Linked DNA regions of Salmo salar: region 1 is linked to region 2. Evidence: chromatin contacts called from public Hi-C data. All regions are on one chromosome and are shown on one strand. Each heading gives the region's core, a stretch centred on a gene start, on an enhancer-like site or on the middle of the called end of the contact. The rest is flanking DNA. Distances are from core to core; before and after follow the strand shown. Region 1 holds the start of LOC106613080 (28S ribosomal protein S23, mitochondrial). Region 2 holds the start of LOC106613081 (RNA-binding protein Musashi homolog 2).

Evidence for each region. Hi-C and Micro-C count contacts between places; a contact is called where the count stands out from the background.
Region 1: a contact with region 2 is called in a Hi-C map of muscle, with 11 times the contacts expected there. The contact joins the promoter of LOC106613080 here to the promoter of LOC106613081 in region 2. A contact is called at or near these places in 2 of 3 Hi-C or Micro-C datasets (gill and muscle).

Annotation. Positions count from the first base shown.
Region 1 is chrssa09:138,475,065-138,481,507 of Ssal_v3.1, reverse strand. LOC106613080 (28S ribosomal protein S23, mitochondrial) reads left to right here and starts at 4,041. Exons shown (of 5, transcript XM_014214978.2): 1 at 4,041-4,132; 2 at 4,596-4,775; 3 at 4,877-4,954; 4 at 5,112-5,235; 5 at 5,378-6,443. The coding sequence starts at 4,609. The coding sequence ends at 5,515.
Region 2 is chrssa09:138,104,779-138,111,292 of Ssal_v3.1, reverse strand. LOC106613081 (RNA-binding protein Musashi homolog 2) reads right to left here and starts at 3,981. Exons shown (of 14, transcript XM_045724688.1): 1 at 3,764-3,981; 2 at 3,391-3,431; 3 at 3,017-3,098; 4 at 2,371-2,455. The coding sequence starts at 3,828.

The DNA of each region.
Region 1 (6,443 bases), core at 2,792-5,291, 370 kb before region 2:
GGTCACTCTACCAGAGCTCTATAGTTACTCTGTGGAAATGGGAGAACCTGCCAGAAGGACAACAATCTCTGCAACACCACCAATCAGGCCTTTATGGTAGAGTGGCCAGACGAAAGCCACTCCTCAATAAAAAGCACATGACAGCCCACTTGGAGTTTGGCAAAAGTCCCCTAAAGACTCTCAGACCATGAGAATCAGGATTCTCTGGTCTGATGAAACCAAGATTTAACTATTTTGAATGAATGCCAAGCATCACGTCTGGAGGAAATCTGGCACCATCACTACGGTGAAACATGGTGGAGGCAGCATCATGTTGTGAGGATGTTTTTCAGCGGCATGGACTAGTCAGGATCGAGGCAAAGAATGGAGCAAAGTACAGAGAGATCCATGATGAAAACTTGCTCCAGAGTGTTCAGGACCTCAGGCTGGGGCAAAGGTTCACCTTGCAACAGGACAACAACCCTAAGCACACAGCCAAGACAACGCAAGAGTTGGCTTCGGGACAAGTCTCTGAATGTCCTTGAGTGGCCCAGCCAGAGCCTGAACCCAATCAAACGTCTCTGGAGACACCTGAAAATAGCTATGCCGCAAAGCTCCCCATCCAACCAGACAGAGCTTGAGAGAATCTGCAGAGAAGAATGGGAGAAACTCCCCAAATACAGGTGTGCCAAACTTGTAGCGTCATACCCAAGAAGACTCGAGGCTGTATTCTCTGCCAAAGGTGCTTCAATTAAGTACTGAGTAAAGGGTCTGAATACTTATGTAAATGTTATATTTAAAAAAAATAATCTAATATAAATTAGCAAAATGTCAAAAAATATATTTTGGTTTTGTCATTGTGGGGTAGTGTGGGAAGATTGACGGGGGGGGGATCATTTAATCCATTTTAGAATAAAGCTGTAACGTAACAAAATGTGGAAAAAGTCAAAGGGTCTAAATATTTTCCGAATGCACTGTAAATCTTGGTGGGGCAAAAAATGTTTTAAATGCATGTCAGCAAAGCCACTACACAACACAACCCTAAACAATACATTCATTGTACTCTAAGGGTGTCAAACGGTGCCCACAAACTGTTAGGGCCGACATAAAGCTGTCCCAACAGCAGAGTCCCAACAGCAGGCCCAACACCTTACCACTGCTACACCTGGCTATAAGAGGAGCCTTGTCTGACAGCGAAACAGTTCATTCAGCCTCATTTACTACCTTTAAAAAAACAAAGCGGATATGGCTGACTTGCTTAAACAAATGTGGTTTCTACTGACAATTGAGATGTACAAACTATGGAATAAGGGGATGACGAGCGGATAAGAGGCAATCTGTAATTTAGATTAAGTCACTAATGAGAGAGCTAGGACGTACGGAGTCAATATAACTATTTGTTCAGCACTTTTGAAATGTACAGTGCCAGAATACAGAACATGGGCCGTTCTTACAGTAAAACTTCCTGTATACCAATTCAGAACAGTAGGCTGAATTATGAGGGGAAAAAGGACCAAATTATTAGGGTGAGGCACATGGGCTACTAACAGCTTACTTCACAACATACACTGAGTATTACTTTCTTAGCTACAGTATACATATCATTACCAATGTTGAATGTTTATGCATTTAAGCTTGGAAAAGAGACCCTTAAACATAGAGTTGGACCACACACCCACTCCACTGAATAGCAGGCTAGTGGTTGCAGTTAGCCACTGATTCCTTCAAAATCACTCATTGTTGAATTTGAGATTTCCAACTTGTTGTGTAATGTTTATGTCCAATGGCCAATGAGCACCGATACGCTTTATCTGTCATCTATTTTCATAATTTCTCTTCATATGACAAGAATTGAAAAGGATTTGCCAGTAGATTGTCGACTTGATTCATGATGAAGACAGCTTTCTTGCTAGCTAAGATTTTGAAAGTATGATGTTGACATGATCAGTCCAATCAAAGCTACGGTAGATATAACGTGATTTGAATTTATTCTCTTGCCAATGACCTTGACCCTTCTTGGATGGGCACGTCTAATGTAACTCTATGGCAGCGCCCAAGGGGCTTGAATTTTCGAGCTCTCCTTGTACAGTAGATTTTGCGGTGACTAGTGTCCCCATGAGTGACAGAACACTGAGCCAATCACGGCGCAACTAGAGAACATTACCAACCCCTACACTGTTTTCTGCTGGCCGCCCCATCGCCACAGAAAGCACTGAGCTAGGCTAAAACACCAGCATTTTGGATCTGCCTTACTCAAGAAAGCAAAAAAGAGACCCTGTTTGTATGCGGCTTTATACACTGCTCAAAAAAATAAAGGGAACACTTAAACAACACAATGTAACTCCAAGTCAATCACACTTCTGTGAAATCAAACTGTCCACTTAGGAAGCAACACTGACTGACAATAAATTTCACATGCTGTTGTGCAAATGGAATAGACAACAGGTGGAAATTATAGGCAATTAGCAAGACACCCCCAATAAAGGAGTGGTTCTGCAGGTGGGGACCACAGACCACTTCTCAGTTCCTATGCTTCCTGGCTGATGTTTTGGTCACTTTTGAATGCTGGCGGTGCTTTCACTCTAGTGGTAGCATGAGACGGAGTCTACAACCCACACAAGTGGCTCAGGTAGTGCAGCTCATCCAGGATGGCACATCAATGCGAGCTGTGGCAAGAAGGTTTGCTGTGTCTGTCAGCGTAGTGTCCAGAGCATGGAGGCGCTACCAGGAGACAGGCCAGTACATCAGGAGACGTGGAGGAGGCCGTAGGAGGGCAACAACCCAGCAGCAGGACCGCTACCTCACCCTTTGTGCAAGGAGGAGCAGGAGAAGCACTGCCAGAGCCCTGCAAAATGACCTCCAGCAGGCCACAAATGTGCATGTGTCTGCTCAAACGGTCAGAAACAGACTCCATGAGGGTGGTATGAGGGCCCGACGTCCACAGGTGGGGGTTGTGCTTACAGCCCAACACTGTGCAGGACGTTTGGCATTTGCCAGAGAACACCAAAATTGGCAAATTCGCCACTGTGCTTTTCACAGATGAAAGCAGGTTCACACTGAGCACGTGACAGACGTGACAGAGTCTGGAGACGTCGTGGAGAACGTTCTGCTGCCTGCAACATCCTCCAGCATGACCGGTTTGGCGGTAGGTCAGTCATGGTGTGGGGTGGCATTTCTTTGGGGGGGCCGCACAGCCCTCCATGTGCTCGCCAGAGGTAGCCTGACTGCCATTAGGTACCGAGATGAGATCCTCAGACCCCTTGTGAGACCATATGCTGGTGCGGTTGGCCCTGGGTTCCTCCTAATGCAAGACAATGCTAGACCTCATGTGGCTGGAGTGTGTCAGCAGTTCCTGCAAGAGGAAGGCATTGATGCTATGGACTGGCCCGCCCGTTCCCCAGACCGGAATCCAATTGAGCACATCTGGGACATCATGTCTCGCTCCATCCACCAACGTCACGTTGCACCACAGACTGTCCAGGAGTTGGCGGATGCTTTAGTCCAGGTCTGGGAGGAGATCCCTCAGGAGACCATCCGCCACCTCATCAGGAGCATGCCCAGGCGTTGTAGGGAGGTCATACAGGCACGTGGAGGCCACACACACTACTGAGCCTCATTTTGACTTGTTTTAAGGACATTACATCAAAGTTGGATCAGCCTGTAGTGTGGTTTTCCACTTTAATTTTGAGTGTGACTCCAAATCCAGACCTCCATGGGTTGATAAATTGGATTTCCATTGATTATTTTTGTGTGATTTTGTTGTCAGCACATTCAACTATGTAAAGAAAAAAGTATTTAATAAGATGATTTCTTTCATTCAGATCTAGGATATGTTGTTTAAGTGTTCCCTTTATTTTTTTGAGCAGTATATATATATTTTTTGCAAACTGATATGTGACACGTGTTAATGCCGAAATAACATGCAAAACAGGCATAATAATTTTGCTAAACAGGTGGGGCTCCACCTGCCCTGAATGACGGGTCGCCACGGACTGTAGTTGATGCCTTATTGAAAGCCTCTTGTTCAGAGTGTCAGTGACCGCAGCGCTTAAAATGCAGACGATCTGGAACCCGCCCCATGTTTTTACAGTTCGCTTTCGGTGCAGTTTATCCCTGCAGAAATTACATGCGGAAGTGGTGGTCGTCCATGCTGGTGAAAATAGGCTCTGTAGTTGGTGGTTGCTAACTATGATCTTAGAGTTTACTGTATAATTACCTAGCGGCATTTTACACGCATAGTGTAGTTAAATTCAAGTCAATTATGGCAGGAAGTCGACTTGAAAAATTCGGAACCGTGTTCACGCGGTAGGTTCAAATGTCGTGTTGCTAATATTAGCCAGCATAATTTTGGTGTCAAGGTTACTGGAGGATACCATCTAGTTTTGTAGACCCTTTAGAGTTTGCTATCTAGCTAATGTTAGGTAGAAACAATTTTCTTTGATGGTTGAGTGACTTTTCTGCAACTTGTAGCCAATGCTATCTAGCCTATGGTTCCGCATAATATAAATGAATGCTAACGTTAGCTAGCTCTTTGCAATTGATAAATTGAGAGTGCATGGGATGCATTTGCTCCATTGTTCACGTTTTTGCTGATGGCTCACTGGTTTCTTTTTCAGAGTCAGAGATCTTATGCGTTCTGGAGTTGTCAAACAGTCTGACAAGCCCATTTGGTATGATGTATACAAGACCTTTCCACCCATGAAGGACCCACTTTATGTCAGACCAGTGGCCAAGATATATGGGAAGAAAGAAGAGGCTGTGCCAAACATCTTCTACAGAGAGGATGAAATCAGAGCGTAAGCTAATTAAACTGTTTACCTTAAACTTTTTACTGTCATTCAAAAGCTGTTAGGGATGGAAATGTCAATTTGTTGATCAGCACCAGACTCTCTTCCAGGAAATTTTACGAGATGTATGGAACAGGGCCCAGAGTTTTTGATCTCTCCAAATCCAGCTTTGTTTCAACATGCCAAAGGTATGGGCAGATTTTCACAATTAATCACATTGTTGGTTTGTTAAGTTTTGGGATTCCACATGTCTGTAATGCTGGATCCTAACTACTGCAATTCGATTATTTTATATATACATACATACATACACACACGTGTGTTTTTTTTTCTTCCTTTTTGTAGGTTTGTGGAGAAGTACACAGAGTTCGAGAGCCAGGGAGAGCTGGAGAAACAGTCTCTGTTTGAGGAGACTGGGAAGGCTCTCCTTGCTGAGGGCTTGGTGTTGAGGAGGAGGGGTACTCCTGCGGTGAGTAGACTGTTCAAATGATACAACTTATTAATTGTAATGCTGTCTGCCCTTTTCCCAAATACTGTATAGTACTAATCGCTTACAATCATGAGACCTTCTGTTAAACTGACTGGCTGCACTTTTGCCGCTTGGCCTGCAGGTGGCGTCAGAGACCAGGAATCCAGTGTTGGGCATGAAGCTGACAGACATGCTGGCGGAACAGCAGGCAGATGCACCTGGCGGAACACAGACACCAGGAGAAGAGAAGCCAACACAAGCACCAGTGACTCCACAGTAGGCCTCTGCAACATGGCTTCAACCACACTCTTCACCTAGGTGGAACCAACCATCCACCTCCACTGACTATAAAAAGGGGACTTTCAGTATCTGTCCAACACTAGACATACTCCTCAGTCCAGACTTTCTGAACAATGTGGATTAACAAGAAAGACTTCTTGTTATGGGTGGGCCTGGGCAGCTTTCACGACCGTCCATCTTGACTGCAGGGTTTTGTGTGGTGGTGTGTAGGAGTCAAGTTATTGTACATTTTTGGGCTGGAAACTTGTAAGATTGATGTTATGCATACGGCTGTAAATGTATATTGTGTGTGTCTACATGCACTGTACGTCCAACTGGTTACGTTGCAGTGTGTTTTCAGACTTTCGACAGGCCACGCCTGTTGATATGAGATGATGATGATCAATTAGCATTGTGAGTGATGGGTAAAGTAACTCTATATTCTAGAATGTGGCCTATTTTCCTTTTTTCCTCTGCCATTCATCCTCTGTTATGTTTCAGTCACGCTGCAGAACATTCATGCAAGACAAGCAAGCTGTGAGTGAGAGTTGATATTGCATTCTCCATTTGCTGCTGTGACAGTGTAATTCGACAGTGCCTGCCTGCCTGAGCATCTGGGATGAAATGGCGATATTAATGCCGTATTGCTTCACAGAGAAATACCACTGATCACATAACCACATCAGCCGACTGGGGATGAGAATGTGAGTAAAGAAGCATCACAGGTGCCATATTAAAATAAATGCAAGGTCAAATCTGTGGAAGGTATTCCACCAGATAGGAAAGGTTTGACATCAACACCTATACACTGATAATTAAACTATATTTTAGGTTAGTGTCTACTGCTACAATTCAAATAAGCACCGCACCAACATTGCATCCTGTTCTGAACATTATCTTGGCATATATGTATTTTTCAATATGTATCT
Region 2 (6,514 bases), core at 2,732-5,231:
TTATCAATAGGTTCTTCCTAGAGGTGTACTAATTCATCTCAACATTACATTTAAATCTGCAATCATAAATATCCCTGTATTATAAACAATTCATTAGGCTACAAAATACATTGAATATACATTAACAAAGAAATGCGCATTTAAAATATCAGTGTAGTTTTCCAGAAGTGACATGTGGAAAGTTACAGCATTTCCTTTTCCATCTTCAGCTATCTGTTTCATAAACCTAGAGCTTCTGGCAATGTCAGAGCAGTTAGTGTGTGTGAGTCCTTGAGGACAATACAGGCTGCTTGTATTCACTCCACCGCTCCTAAAGAACGAGCCTTTTGAGCACTCGCTCACACAGCTAAGTTAGAGCATACACTACAACAACCACATTCAGAACATGAGTACGGTGTGACTTTACAATGAATCAGTATTTTTGGTCCCACATTACCATACATCTTTACATGGTAGTTACATAGGCAGTTACAGTGTAGCTACACAGTATTACTTAACCTACAACTACTGTAATGTTTGTGTCATGCACAATTTCCTAGATTTTATGAACTCACAAATTGAGTTAAGTGAAATGAAAAATTTAGAAATTATTTTGCAAACATATTTAAGTTTGTTGTGCAAATGTACCATTAATGCATGTAAAGAAAATCTGTGTATTCTCATTTCAAACAGGTCACACACATTACAATGTACCTACCTGCCTATGTAACTACCATGGTATTTGCATGCTACATAAAGAATGCCACAGGGGCATCCCAATCAAATGTATATTAGCCAATAGAGGAGCACGAGAATCAGCAAGAACAAGAAAACTGACCCATTTGGAAAATCAAACACTAAATGCAGGGCGAATCATCACAATACCATTTTTTGCAGTCAAGGCATTACTCTGACCAACTCTCACCTTCAGAGAAACATGAAACTTAATTCAAGTGTCAGTTTTAAGCTATCCAATATCAGAGAAGGCTGGTGGGAGGAGCTATAGCATGGGCTCATTGTAATGGTTTGAATGGAACGGAGTGGAACATGTAGTTGCCATATGTTTGATACCGTTATATTTATTCCATTCCAGCCATGACAATGAGGCAGTCCTCCTATAGCACCTTGTTATTTAAAATGGGTCAGGTTGTGGGAATGTGTGCATTTAGCAGACTTGCAGACAGATGGGAAGTGGATAACGTGCAGACACAGAAGAAGTGGATAACGTGCAGACAGAAGAAGTGGATAACGTGCAGACAGAGGAAGTGGATAACGTGCAGACAGAGGAAGTGGATAACGTGCAGACAGAGGAAGTGGATAACGTGCAGACAGAGGAAGTGGATAACGTGCAGACAGAGGAAGTGGATAACGTGCAGACAGAGGAAGTGGATAACGTGCAGACAGAGGAAGTGGATAACGTGCAGACAGAGGAAGTGGATAACGTGCAGACAGAGGAAGTGGATAACGTGCAGACAGAGGAAGTGGATAACATGCAGACAGAGGAAGTGGATAACATGCAGACAGAGGAAGTGGATAACATGCAGACAGAGGAAGTGGATAACATGCAGACAGAGGAAGTGGATAATATGCAGACAGAGGAAGTGGATAATATGCAGACAGAGGAAGTGGATAATATGCAGACAGAGGAAGTGGATAATATGCAGACAGAGGAAGTGGATAATATGCAGACAGAGGAAGTGGATAATATGCAGACAGAGGAAGTGGATAATATGCAGACAGAGGAAGTGGATAATATGCAGACAGAGGAAGTGGATAATATGCAGACAGAGGAAGTGGATAATATGCAGACAACAGACTTGGGAGGATGAAAAATTAAAGCTAACTCAAGGTGGGGTGCTTTTTAAAAACCACATTTATTTAGAACTACATTATGTAAACAGAAAATGCCTGATGCATGAATACGGTGCATAAGAAACAAAAACATACAATGTATATATAGCCAACTAAAATCTATAAAGACAGCTGGGAATTCATTTTCACAGAAAACAAATACAGAATGACAATCACTTTATATAATATGCAGATTTAACAATAAAATGCTCCCCATCTCAAAACACTCAGATGTTGCCGGACAGAAAGCTTTGCAGTTGCCATCAGTGCTCAAATTACTTTATGTAATATGGCACTCAATGGTAAAGAAAGGTTTAGCAGAAGGTCTTGTCATATCAGGGGGGGGGGCATGCTCAGAACACACAATTAGCTAGGCTACTTATTGCCTTTAAGTGCATGTGGCTGTGAGTGTGACTAATTCAAATAACATATCACAACTCCGTAAAAGACACAATTCAATACGACATAGTCAATCATGCCAGGCAGGTGGGTCACAAAAGCACAAACACTTAAAAAAGTGACAGAAGAGATGAGACATACCGTTTTTGAGTCTAATTCGTGATGTGGCTGAGCTAAGACATTATCTACACTGGCAGCATCTACGTAAGTAACGAATCCGAAGCCCCTGTGGAAATAAACAAGAAACATTGTAATCAGTGAGTCAGTCAGTGGCCAGGAGAGTGGTCAAACAGCCTATCAGTCAGTATGTATAACTACAGCTGTTACATTGATACAAACAATAAAGCCAAATGCCAGGCTACATTGTAGCCTAACAAATATACAATGCAGCCAAATGTTACATTGTAACAAATATTTACCAAAGTTGCCTATGTTGGTGTACCCATAGGCTACTTGATATGAAAATAGTTTACCTTTCATTTTCAATTATTTCTTAAATGTAAAATGCCATTTCCTTTTAATGCTGCACAAAGAATCATGTGAATGAAGTGACATCTAATTATTTCAGGCATATTCATAGATCCGCAGGTATTCTATCTTTAGTGGTGGTCAATGTCAAATTGCGTTACCTTTGCAAAGCGCTGATTCAATCGCTTGTAAAAACTCGACGTGCGACAAAAATAAATGGCTGCTTGCTTGCTAACTGATTTAGCGTAATCATAAGGACACTGCAAAACCACAATTAATACAATTGCAAACACAGGGGGGGGATATATTAGCTAATTACCTGGAGCGTTTTGTCGTTGGATCTCTCATCACCATACACTCTCTGATTTCCCCGAATTTAGTAAAATAGTCTCTAAGGCTGTCTGCAAAAGAAACACAAACGGAGGTTACTGGTCGTTTTCATTCTTCTGTCAAATATAGAAAATACTATATGTATGAGCTTTAAATGCCTCTAGCTACTAGTATGCACATAGGGGTCGAATAGAGGACTTCAAATGATATCAAATAAAAATAACCTTGCGCGCACTGAAGTAGGTAGGTACACACACACACACACACACACAAATCAGACGTTGCAACTAGCACCGGCAGCCTCGGCTACTACAGAACACAACCCGACAATGCCACACTGTAGTCCACAAATTAATTTCTTACCTGGTGAAGTTTGCCAGCTGAGACCACCGATAAACATTTTACTGTAAGGGGAAAACACAGCAGAAGTGAGTCCAGATGTCAGATCGGCCATTTTGACGTGTAGCTAACTACTTGGCTAGCTCTAGCTAACTACTTGATATAGCGACAAAAAGCGAACAAAACGTAGGCAGAGCAGCAGCAAGAGAGCTGTAGTTATCAAGCCCAGCGAGCTATTGCTATAGAAAAAGGGGGCAGGCCGTTTGCTAATATAATCAAACAAAGGTGTAGTTGACTGCATCCGGAAGGCAACATCAACGTCAGTGCTTTGATAAGCCGTGCAATATTGATACAACGTAGCTATAACGATAAAAGTGTCAGTGCTGTCCAGTCTTACCCCGGGTCGTGTTGCGAATCATTAGGGCTTCCTCCAGATGTGGCTTGGCTCCCGTCTCCCTCCATAGCTAACCCAACTATAGCCAGTAACTAACGAAGACAGGCGGCACAACGCTACACCGAAGCACGCTAAAGACAATTTTACTGAGCCGGGAATGCAAGCGTCACACGTGGGATCAGCTCAGCCTGTGTCTCCCCTCCCCCCCTCTCCTCCCTCCCCCCCCTCTCCTCCCTCCCCCCCCTCTCTCTTCCCCCCTCCCTCCCTCTCTCTTTCCCTCCCTCCCTCTCTCTTTCCCTCCCTCCCTCCCTCCCTCTCTCTTTCCCTCCCTCCCTCTCTCTCTCCCTCCCTCCCTTGACCCACATGGGGCGGGGTAAGGGCTCGTCACCTAACCAATTCAATTGACGTCATTAAGCATTTCCCCACCCAAATACAGATGTAGCTAACTAGATTTGTTGTGCGTAAAAACAAATTTACAAAAAAATTACATTACTGTAACATTTAAATATTTAACAACAATAATGTTACTGTAGCAAATCCTATAAATCCTATATATGATTTGCTAAACCATTTTAGGGTAACATTTTCTCTACTATGCCACCATAACTGTGAAGTTACTTGGTGGAAAATGATTGAGCATGCTAACAACATGTTCTATTCATTTACACAGAATGTATGTGTCCTTACCTGGTATAGGCTATTTCCTAGATTATCATAATACTGGAATATATTTCAGATGGCCACTCAGTCGTCTGTAACATCTGTGAATTTGACATAAAACACCAGATCAGTTCTCTGCAGTTTGATGGTAGCTTAACAAATCTCACTTCATATAAGAGATAGAAAGAAAGAAAGAAAGAAAGAAAGAGACTGAGAGTGAGAAAGACAGAGACAGAGACAGAGAGAGTGGGGTGGAAGAAGAGGGCCCATTGACAGGTCATCACTCTTTTGTTTCCCCACTTCTTTATTTATGTTTTTCCCCCTTAAGTAGAGCTTTCAAACCACATGAAATAAAGGCTGCACACATCAAGCCAAAGACTTGGCCAAGCCGACTTAAATCTGACCGATTGATTGGCATGTGAAGGCTTGCGGTTTCACCTCACTGGCTAGCTAGCACTTAGGAGCTGTCTTACTGTTGGCTAACTACACAGAGAGAGGCACCGCTGGGCCTCTTCCTCCCATAGCAGTTGGTTACTTTTTACTCAGAAATTCAATGTGAGAGCACAACAAAATCCTATGCTGCAACCAAAATCATAGTTCATCCCACGCAATCATTTAGATGACAGTGTAATGTTATTTTGTATTCATTGCAGATGATTGACATTAAGGGATTAATTAATTGTTGATGGATAGATTCCAGTTGGCAAGACAGAAAAACACAATATTTGCTGAGGAGCTTTTTGTTGTTGTTGACATTTCATCTTTACAATCTAATGACTGCTTACTCGGTTGCACCTGTTGGAATTCATGTTTGCATCTGCATCTGAGGCTGCTCACAGAAAGACAAGGTTGGTGTCAGTATTAAAGCTACATGTTCAAATCTAGGTCCATGGCTTCATAATCATTTTGGAGCAGACAGTGCTCATTGAAAAAATGATCTTCAAATTTCACACACAAAAAAACATCACCTCTCTTGCCTATTTAACTTTCATGAAGTTTATAATGACATTTTAAATTAAGCGTAGCTTGCTGTAATTCAAGCTACACAATATTTTATAATTATATCATTAACAGTAACAAGAACAGTACTAAATTACAATCATACGTTCTTTAGGGTGCTAGGGCATCATCCAATTATTAAACAAGCATCATAAAATAAAGTTCTGCCCAAATACCAAATATCTATTTGATAAACCTTCACACAATTAAATGGCTACATGTGGGTAAAAAAAGCATTTCCTCTCCTCAAATGATGTTCTCTCCTCACAACATGCAACATAATAATCATCCTAAGAATACTTCCAGAACCACATGAGGGACAGAGGTGGGAAGAGGACAGGACCAGAGGACAAGAGGATATAACACAATGGAGACAGAGCCCTAACATTGTTGTAAAATATAATCGGGTTATTAAAAAAGAGAGAGTCAGGACAGTATAGCTCTACTGAATGTTTATCACTGTATAGAAATGTCTCCAGCCATCAACAACCTGTGATTTGACATCTTTAAAAGGACCTCTCATTTTCACACATGCTCCGTTTATTATAGTAGGAGTCTATGGTCACTTCCACAACAATATGCCATATATTACTTACATTTATCATAAAACACAGCGTTTATCTTGATATCTATCAACTACACTTTTCTTATGCATTAAGTGTAATGTTATTTAATTAATTTTAAACTATTTGGTTTAAAGGTTACAATGTACAATCTGCCATCTAGGAACCTAATCTGGAGCTGTACACAGCTGTGGTGAGCAAATAATAGCCAGTTCCTCAATCAATGAGTCAACATTATCTGAAGAGCTACACACACAGATGTGTGCATTGATTACCTCAGATACAGAGAGGACAGGTTCACTGGTGGTGGGCTTTAACACGGATGGAACACAATGAAATAAAGCAACAGACCTGACAGACTGGAGTTAGTTGGAGCCTCTGGAGCCCCAGGGATCTCTGACAAATTGGAGCTGCTATTAGAATGTATTGTAAAGAGGCAATTTTCCCAGATCACACCAAGTAACGGAGATAAGAGGATCCCCCAAGACTTTCTCTTCTAGGGAAGATGAGTGGAGGAGAGGAGAGGAGACTG